Linked DNA regions of Mus musculus: region 2 is linked to region 1. Evidence: chromatin contacts called from public Hi-C data. All regions are on one chromosome and are shown on one strand. The core of a region is the stretch at or near the end of the contact, and the rest is flanking DNA. Distances in the headings are between cores, read along the strand shown. Region 1 overlaps Plat (plasminogen activator, tissue). Region 2 overlaps Ank1 (ankyrin 1, erythroid).

The links. Hi-C and Micro-C count contacts between places; a contact is called where the count stands out from the background.
Region 2: a Hi-C map of muscle stem cells shows a contact between it and region 1, with 4 times the contacts expected there. The contact joins two enhancer-like sites. A contact is called at or near these places in 5 of 39 promoter capture datasets (embryonic stem cells, liver, pre-B cells and 1 more), 1 of 484 Hi-C or Micro-C datasets (muscle stem cells) and 1 of 9 other capture datasets (adipose tissue).

What each region holds. Positions count from the first base shown.
Region 1 is chr8:22,763,683-22,768,179 of GRCm38.p6, forward strand. It overlaps Plat (plasminogen activator, tissue), which reads left to right. Exons shown (of 14, transcript NM_008872.3): 2 at 3,398-3,485. The coding sequence starts at 3,423. Among named protein-coding and RNA genes, the nearest start is that of Plat, 8.2 kb to the left of the region's middle. Within about 2 kb of position 2,194, at least 92 of the 459 cell types and tissues checked have an H3K27ac peak or open chromatin away from gene starts, as enhancers often do. A contact at or near this core is called in muscle stem cells, where this site is marked.
Region 2 is chr8:23,026,914-23,031,657 of GRCm38.p6, forward strand. The region is part of intron 1 of Ank1 (ankyrin 1, erythroid); the gene reads left to right. Among named protein-coding and RNA genes, the nearest start is that of Gm51563, 7.8 kb to the right of the region's middle. Within about 2 kb of position 1,443, at least 125 of the 459 cell types and tissues checked have an H3K27ac peak or open chromatin away from gene starts, as enhancers often do. A contact at or near this core is called in muscle stem cells, where this site is marked.

The sequences.
Region 1 (4,497 bases), core at 944-3,443:
ATCAAGTGCCATGGCCCCAGGTGTCATACTTCTGATAAAATCCCCACTCTCTCAGAATGGTCCATGTTCTTGGCTCTTAGAAACAACAGTCTATCTCCTTGGAAACAGTCTATCTCCAAGGAGATCCAGTTACTATCAAGCTCACTCTCTTCTTCCCTTTCCCCCACCATTTGCAGACGAGAGGGGAACTAACATATTTGTATCTTAAAGCCAGCCTCAGTTGCAGTCCTTAGACCCCACACTGGCCTCCCCATGAGTACCCATGAATACCCCTGGTGAGTTCCCAGGGTCTACAGAGTCAAACCTCCCACTCTGTGGGCCTGGACTTTAGGTCCACACTTCTGCTGGTCACTTTATTTTTGGTCCCCTCATTGCCCGTGACCTTTCCAGCCACATCTCCCACAAAACCAGACGAGTCTTTCCTTCCTCTCCTTCCCTTGCTCTGGAACTGCACTGGTTTTCATCTGGCATGTGACTAATTCCCCTGTCATCCTCCTCTTCTGCCATGTGGTCCATCCAGCAGCTTGCTGTGATTGTCTGCATGGAGTGTGGGTAGAGGCAGTTACTTATTAGCTTATGTGCAACTCATCATTACTGGCTCAAGGCCCAGCCATCCAAAGCCCAGATAGAGATAGGTGACAAGTCCTTAGCACCTGAGCTCCTGTCCCTCCTGTGAGCAGGAGCCTCCCATGATGCAGCTGATGGAGCCTTGGGAGGAAGAGGGTGGGAACATGTACCAGTGATGTACTTTTGCTCTGCATTTAACTTGACATCTAGAGAGCCTTGAGTTAGCAGGACATGGTGGGGAATTCCTGTAATCCCAATCCCAGTGTGATGGTTTGGATGCTTGGAGGTGGACTTTGAGGTTTAAAAATCCCACACTATTCCCAGTAAGCTCTCAGCTACTTCTCTAGAGCTAGGCCTGCTTAATGCTGTGCCCTCTAACATGCCAGCCACGGACTGACTCAGTCTCTGAAACTGTAAGCAATCCCATAGTTAAATGCTTTCTTTTATTAAGTTGCCTCGGACTTGGCACAGTGTCTCTTCACAGCAATAGAAAAGCAACCAAGAAACCCAGCATTCCAGGGGCTGAAACAGGGTGGACTAATTTCCCTGTCATCAAGACCACACTGGCTACATAGCAAGATCCTATCTTGGAGGGACACAAAAACAACCCCAGTAACTTAGGAGGTGTCTAGAACAAAGACTCAGAAAATGCCCCTGAATGGGCTGATTGGTTTGAAAAAGAGGGGGTGTGTCTCTGAATCACACCTGCAATAGTGTTTGGTTTCTTCTCATCCCACGGTTACCAGGTAACAAAGGCAAGAAAACCAGGGAGAGTTACCTCTACATCTAAACTCAGTCCTACTGACATAGAATTAAGGGTGAATTTAAGTGGAAGGTTGAGGAACCTGGGAAAGGGAAAAGTTAAAGAAAGCTGAGAAAGGAGGAGTCTGGCCGGCCTCCATTGTTACTTGTGTCCTTCTGGGATTGCCAAAAGGCAGGCAGGTGCTAGCCCAGAGGGCCCTCCAGTGAGGAAAGGCTTCCAGAACCCCCGAGTCCACCACGATAAGGCAGATCAAAACAAGCAAAGATCCTGGAAGCTCTTCTGCTCCTGCAATGGGGGATAGTCATGGAGGGTGGGTCCAGCAGGGCAGGACTCCTTGTGAGCCCATGACCTGGGTTTTCTCACAGGACAACTTTGTTCCTTTCCCCGTACCCAGCACCCCTACTCTCTCCCCCACAGCCTTGTGTTCCCTCCCTTGGGGCTCTGTACTCCTCCTTCCTCTGAGGTTCTTTGTTCCCACTACAGTGGCTCTCTTTCCTCCCCTGCCTGCCACCATCACCCCACTGTGCACTTTCTTATTGGACCACTTTAGCTCTGTGCCTTGTGCCTGACATCACTACCATCTCCCTGTAGCTCTGTCCACTGTCCCAGCAGCCCCAGATGAACCCAGAAGTTAGTGGTCTCCCAGCTCAGTTCCTCCTCACAACACCTCCCCCTTTCTGTTTTCATCTTGAAGCTGAAGGGATCTTGGGCCACATGAAGAGGCGAGATGGCATCCTCAAAACTCAGAGAAGCCAGAGCCTGCTGGCTCCAGGCAAGATGGATCCTGCTGACTTCTGAGCCAGTGGGCACAGGGGCCCTGAGTGGCTAGTGGTGGGAATCAAGAGTTGTTGTGACTGAAGGGGAAATGAGTCAGAGAAAGGAAAGTCCTGCTTTGATGTTGTGGACAACGGGGGAGTGAGAGGGCTTGCCAGACCACAAAAGATCCAGGCCAACTAACCTACTTTCAGACCGAAAACCGAAATCACTGGGAAGGCAAGTGGAAATTGGATTGGGGATCAAGGGAAATGTGAGTTCAGTAACCAGACAATGTTTGCAGATCTGCTCATCACCAGATCTGTGAGTCTACATAAAAGGAGACGGATATTCCAGAGGGAACGGGGGGGGGGGGGCAACGTGGAGGGAGCCTTCCCTTTGGTGGAAGAGGGAGGCCCTGCCCCAGATGCAGCATTAGCCATTGCAGTCACCAAGGCTGGGGACACATGAGGCAGCTTGACCAGGCACCATGACTTGCCAGGAATAGAATTCCTGCAGCTGCTTCTGAGAGAGTCAGACAGGACAGTGATGTGACTCCTAGCTCAGCCCTGGACAGGAATTTCTTCTCAGGAAGCCAGGTCCAGGTGAAGCACCAGAGATGGCTCCTACCCTGCAGCCTACAGGAATCTCTGGGAAGAGCTACTTGTAGCAATCACTATCTATCAGCAGATTACGAGGCAAGCAAAATGGGGTCTCAGCAGACAATGGGCTATTGTTCAGGCTCAAAAAAAGGGCAAGAACTCTACAGTGTGGCTGACCCTTCAGGATATCACTCTAAGAGGTCTACACCTACAAAGATGTAAAAAGGATGGACACTATATGATTCCACATCTATAACACATACAGATAGTCAAAGTTACAGACGAAGCAAGGGTGGTGGCAGCCAAGGGTCAGGAGAACAAAGAGCCATTCTTCAATGGCTAAGGGATTTGAATTCACTGTGATGACTCTCTGGAGACGGATGTGATGGTGGGTTGAGTTCATAGCGGTTTGTATATGTTGAATACCACTAAGCTGAATATTGAATACTTAGGTGGTAAATGTAATGCTGTTGTATACTTTTCACACACATGCATGTACACACATACACACACACAAAATCTCTCCTCCCACCCCTCCACCCCCCATTTAGACAGACAGGCACAGATGTGTGTGAAATCTTCCAGACAATGTCTGCAAGAGTCATTGCTGGATGGGTCACCTGAAATGAAGCGACAGACCTGGATGTCCTTTGATCCTTTGCCCGCCCACATCACGTGCTTCATTGCTTTTATTTGTCTTCCAAAACTTAAGGGACACAGAAGAAACGGGGAGCAAAATGAAGAGAGAGCTGCTGTGTGTACTGCTGCTTTGTGGACTGGCTTTCCCATTGCCTGACCAGGTGGGTCTACCTCCCTGCCTCACCACATTGGGTCTCCAAACTTACAGATAACGGTGGTGTAACCAGGAGTCTCCATGCGCCCAAGCACCTCAGGGTGTAGGACACGTTCCCAGGAGTGATCAGACACATAGCGCGCACTCCCCTGTGGGTAGGATACTAAGGATTTGAGTTCTAGAAGTAGAATCTGGCCACGCCTCTGGCTTAAAGCCATTCTTAACTTGTGCCCCTCCCTGCTTTGGAGCCATTATGTGAAAAAGTGTCTTTGCACGAGTACGGTAGTGCACGCACATGTGCATTCCCACCAACCAGGAGGCTGAGGCAGGAAGGTCACAAGTTTGAGACCTTGTTGACATAGACTTCAAAGACTCCATGGCTAGGGTTGAAACTCAGTGAAAAAAGAACCTGCACAGGGCCTAGGGTGTGATCCCCAGAATGGGTGGGGGGCGGGGTGGGGGGAGGAAATGCATTTGAATTCACCCATAGGGTACTAAGAAAAGACAGGCATTCTGAGCCACGGAAGCAGGTTAGCTGATGGGGACAGAGGCTGTACTCACTTGCCAAAACCTCACCTCAACACAGAGCACGATATACGATATACATATGGCCAAGCTTACCTGAGCTGTGGGAAGTGCATCTAGAACTCGGTTAGGGGTTAGCGGTTAGGGTTTAGGGTTGGGGTTGGGGTTAGGGTTAGGAATAGGGTTAGGAATAGGGTTAGGGATAGGGTTAGGGGTTAAGGTTGGGGTTGAGGTTAAGAACCAGTTTAGGGATAGTTAGGGGTTAGGGTTAAGGGATAGGGTTAGGGGTTAGGGTTGGGGATAGAGTTAGGGGTTAGGGATAGGGTTAGAGTTAGGGTACACAGTGCTCAGGCACAGGATTGATAGAGAAGGGAGGATCCCAATGTCTTCATGAAAGACACAAGGACCTGTGGCTTTATTTAAATCCACTAGCCATGTGCCGATAACTTAAAATTTAAAATGAACTAAATCAAATCGGAATTCCAGTTTATCAG
Region 2 (4,744 bases), core at 193-2,692, 260 kb after region 1:
CAAGTCTCTTGGGGAGCAGATGACCCCAGAGGGAACTATATGTATATCTAGTAGTCTGTGTATTTGGCAAAACTTTGTGTGTCCTAAAGAGAAGCAGGGCTGGGCCTGTCAGGACTTATAGATTTGATCTAGAAACTTGGGGCAGTATATAGTGGCCATCCCATCCTGACTAATAGCTTACCAAAGGAACATAGAGAACCCGGATGTTCCCCAGAGAGGCAGACCAGCTGAAAGTGCCTTAATTATATTCTTGTTAGCCCCAAACTAGATTGAACAAACAATTGTTTGTATTCACTGTAGGCAGGAGCAACATTCTGGACATTCCTGATGATGTTATCTGAGGAATACCTATACTCTGCTAGGAGACCTTCATTTATGAAATACGAACTTTTCTAAGGTTGGGCTGTGGCTCTGTGGATGAGATCTTTTCTAGAATTCAAAATGCCCAGATTAAACCCTAGCACTGCAAAAATCAGAAACAAAACCAGGAAGCACTCTGCCAACACAGAGTTCTTTAAAAAAAAAAAGAGAGAAAAAAACAGTAAGGAGAGAGTAGCCTCTTAAATCACAAGATTTCATAGTAAATTTATGCAGAGAATCAAAGAAAATCTGAGCATCACAAGAGTGCTGTACTCCAGAAAACTGTGACTGTCACATCGTAGGAGATTTGGACAGTAGAAAGCAAGCCTGCTGCTGGGGACTGGGACTCAGGAGGCAGAGCTTCTGGGGACAGACCCAACTTCACTCTCTGCTTGTGTTCCCTGGATCTGCCAGCAGCTGCCCCACTCCACCCCCACCCCCAGGCACCCTCAGTTTCACATCTGTGAAATGGGGGCAGTAACATCCCTTCTCTGTGCTGCAAGGACCAAGTGGCACCTCTAGCTCCCAGGAGCACAGGCGCGGTGCCAAGTGCTGCGGGGACCCTAGCTTTTGGTTTTGTTCCAACAGCCTGAGCCTCAAGAAGAAACATTAAATCGTTTTTTCTAGGAAATGCCAAAATTGAGGTTTTCCTTTGAAGCTTTGAGGAGGAAGCTTCTAAAAACCAACCATGTGTCCTTACAGGGCCCTGGTGTGTAAATAGCAGGGGGAAATGCCAGACAGCAGAGGGCTGTAAAATAAACAAGGCGTATTCCAGTGAGACTGGGGGAAGTCAGTGGCCCAGAAGGCACCAGGGGGCGCTCTGGAGCTGCAGGGAGGGGTTCTACACGATAAGGTCCAGCCTGCAGGGTCCTTCCCTCTGCCCGCATACTCATGCACAATCTGAAGATGCGTCCCCCGGTGTCCCTTTGGATCTTCCACGGAGAGGGTCTTCTTGGTTTCCTTGTCTAAGATGCAGTAGATGAGGCACTGTGGGAAATGGGACCTGCTTTGAGCTGTTCCCAGGCTTGCCCTCGCACTGGGAACTAGACTCCTCCAACTGACAGTCCCTGGTGAGGGAGAGCATTTCAGTACCGCTTATCCCTATAGCATCTCATCAGAAGAGCCACAGAGTGATCAAGTTCACTCTGAGGCCAGAAGAGCAGATGCACTCCCTCTGGTGGTGACCGTGCTTCTCCGGCAGAAAGGCTTTCTGGAGGATATGTCTGTTTCCCTGGTGGTTGGATGCCCCTGGGCTGCTGTTGAAGCCGAAGGATCTGGCAAGAGATAGAGGCTGGTGCCATAGAAGGAACCTGCAGTTTTCTCCACTCGCTGGCATACAGAGCGGGTGCTGGTGCTGACAGGATTTTCACAGCTGGTGGGAAGCCACAGTGCAAGAACAAATGAGGGAAAGCAGCTCGGAGAGGGAGAATGGTGTGTTAGAATCAACACAGCTGAGTAAGTGTGAGGTCTGGGTGAGAAAGGGCTGTCGGGAGTGGGCGGGGCCAAGAAGGGGTAGTAAGGGTATGGCAAATCGAAAGATAAGCCCCAAGGCCCTGTTTCCTCTCCCCTCGGGCACACTTTAACTGTAAGATAGAACTGGTAAATAACTCAGAAATGATCTTAGCACATCATTAATATAGACAAGTTGCACAAAAGCTGTGTGTGTGTGTGTGTGTGTGTGACCTTGTGTTTGAGAATAGTAATGGACATTATAAAATGGAGTCTGGAAAAATCATTTTTGCCATTTTAGTGATAGAAAATTAAATGTGTTAATTTATAATCCCACCTAGCCTAATTTTTCTTTTAAAGGCTGCTGTATTTATTTTAAAGCCTTGAACATAGAATACAAAGGAGGGTTCAAATCTCATTATTGCTTCTTTGATGCCTGAATCATTCATATCCTAGGATGACCCACTGTCAGTAAGCCCCAGGAAGGCCCAGGATACTTCCGGCCCTGCATCAGTGCATCTCAAAGATCTCGCATGCACCACCAAGGGATGGTAGAACAGAATTAGGAAGTTACAGGCAGAGAGCCTCCAGCCTTTCTAAGGCATCGACTCGAATCCTCTCCTGAGCCTGGGGTGCTCTTACTGATGCATAGAAAGAACAAGAAAGAAGGGGGAAGAGTCCAAGCCCTTAGGGAGCGCTCCGAAAACCTTCACATGTTTACTGAGCACGTGCTACGTGTGAGACATAGTTGTTGGTCTTGAGGACTGACACTGTGGCCAGGAACAAGACAGTGGTCAGAATTATTAGAAAGACAAGAGCGTCGATCAAGCAGTGAATTACGCAATCCATGTAGCAAAGACTGAACCTATTGACAGGAAGAAAATTAATATAGACGAGGCTGTAGGTTTTGTCAGGTAGATGAGAAAGGAACACACCTGGCTGGAGGCCGAGAGGGGAAAAGCTGTTTGAGAACAATATAGTTTACGTGAATACAGAGGTGTCCAAAGGATCACACGTTTATACAACACGAGGCCTGAACAAATACAGATTCAAATTCTTAGGTGTAGTGGCTGGAGAGATGGCTCAGTGGTTAAGAGCACTGGCTGCTCTTCCAGAGGTCCTGAGTTCAATTCCCAGCACCTACACAGTGGCTCACAACCACATCTAACTCCTGTTCCAGAGTATCAGATGCCCTCTTCTGGCCTCCACAGACACCAGGCACAGATGCACATGCAGGCAAAACATTGGTACACATGAAGTAAAAATTAAATTAAAAAAATCTCATGTGTGTCATAATTCCCATTTTCAAAAGTTATTTATTATTCATACATAAAGAAAAAAATGACTAAGAGAGTATGTTGAGTTGTGAGTGTCGATACTGTGATCCAGACATTGTGCGTGAGTTTTAGATTCTTCTTTTTCCATATGATCGTGCGGGCGTCCTGCCAAGCACTTTATAAGCCTGTGTGAGCAAGTCACAAGCCAACTGTGTGAAGGATAATGGCAGCCACATATTGTCTCAAGTGGGAAAACAGTAGAAGCAACCCATGAACTGCTTAGGGACACATATGTGAGTCCTACAGAGATGTGTGCTGTGGCCCCAGATGAACATGGGGAGAGAGAGAGAGAGAGAGAGAGAGAGAGAGAGAGAGAGAGAGAGAGAGAGCTGGGGAAGAGGCAGAAGGTGGTTTACTGATGTTCGTGATATTTCGGTCTTGAGCTGAGTGCACCGTGTTCTTCTTTACCTTTTTAATACATGCCTTGACTTACATCATGCATCTAAAGATACAAACAACTACATTAAAAGTGACATCAGTATAATGTTTGCTTCAGATGGAGGAGAGGCAGAGGACAGGAGAGCTGAGTAAAGTATGTCTGCTTTTTTCCTAAGCTTGGGTGCTATCTTTTTTCTGTTGCTTGTTAATTCTTACTCTCTTCCTTATCTTGACCAACCACAACTCTCCCCCCAGACTGTCCCTTCTAGCATTTCGAAGTAACTATATTTTTCTTTGGCTATTGGGTAGAGGGAAAGTTCTCCCATGTGTCGGTATGGAGACTTGTAGTGAGACTACAAAAACTGAACGGCTTTGTAGTCTGTAGTTCTTGTATCACCTCCAAAAAGATCACATGCTCTATGTGAGACACAAGACACCTGGGTAGAAGCCCAGTGCTCCTGTTACAACACATCCATGTTACCTCAACTGTTCCTCAGAGCAGTCTGGAGTGTTGTGTTAGCTTTCCTGCTTCCTAGTGAGTCAGGGTAGCTCCGGGGTACTCAGCGACTTGCTCTGGATAAAGCTCGGTTCACCCAATCAGCCTGTGAGACATTTGGGATCACAGCCAAATTGTTCTCTGCTGCCATCTCTGACACAGCTGTGCACATCAGCGCCAATTATGGATCTCAACCTTGCGACCACAGCACTCATTAGTGAGGTACCTAGAAGGATGCCCGCCTAGTTAGGCATCCTGTGAGCCCTCCTGGCCTCCAGGACACTGGCTTGCCGACCTTACTGTAAGCCCTAGTCCTGTGTACCCCAACATGGGGTCTGTGCATCTCTGTGGATTGTGGAAAGGGCTTCAAGAAGAAGAAGACACCAGAATGTGTATTTTCTAGGTTGAAATATCTCATCTTTGAAAACTTCCCATTTTGCCATGTGTTTTGTGGTGCTCATAACGTATTGGCACAATAATACTTGTGTGTGGTTTGTAAATAATAAGCAAATGTGCATCTGTTGATGATGCACGCTCAAAGACATTTCTTTTGGGAGGGATATGAGGTTCCCACAGTTTGGTTAATAGAGCTGGGTGTGTGACCTGGTGACAGAGTGCTTGTCTCTATCTGGAGTTTGGTCTCCAGCCCATAGGGTTGTGGGCGGAGTTCAAGCACTGTGAAAGTCTACCTTGTTCCCAATCAGCTAAGAGTACCCAATTTTCA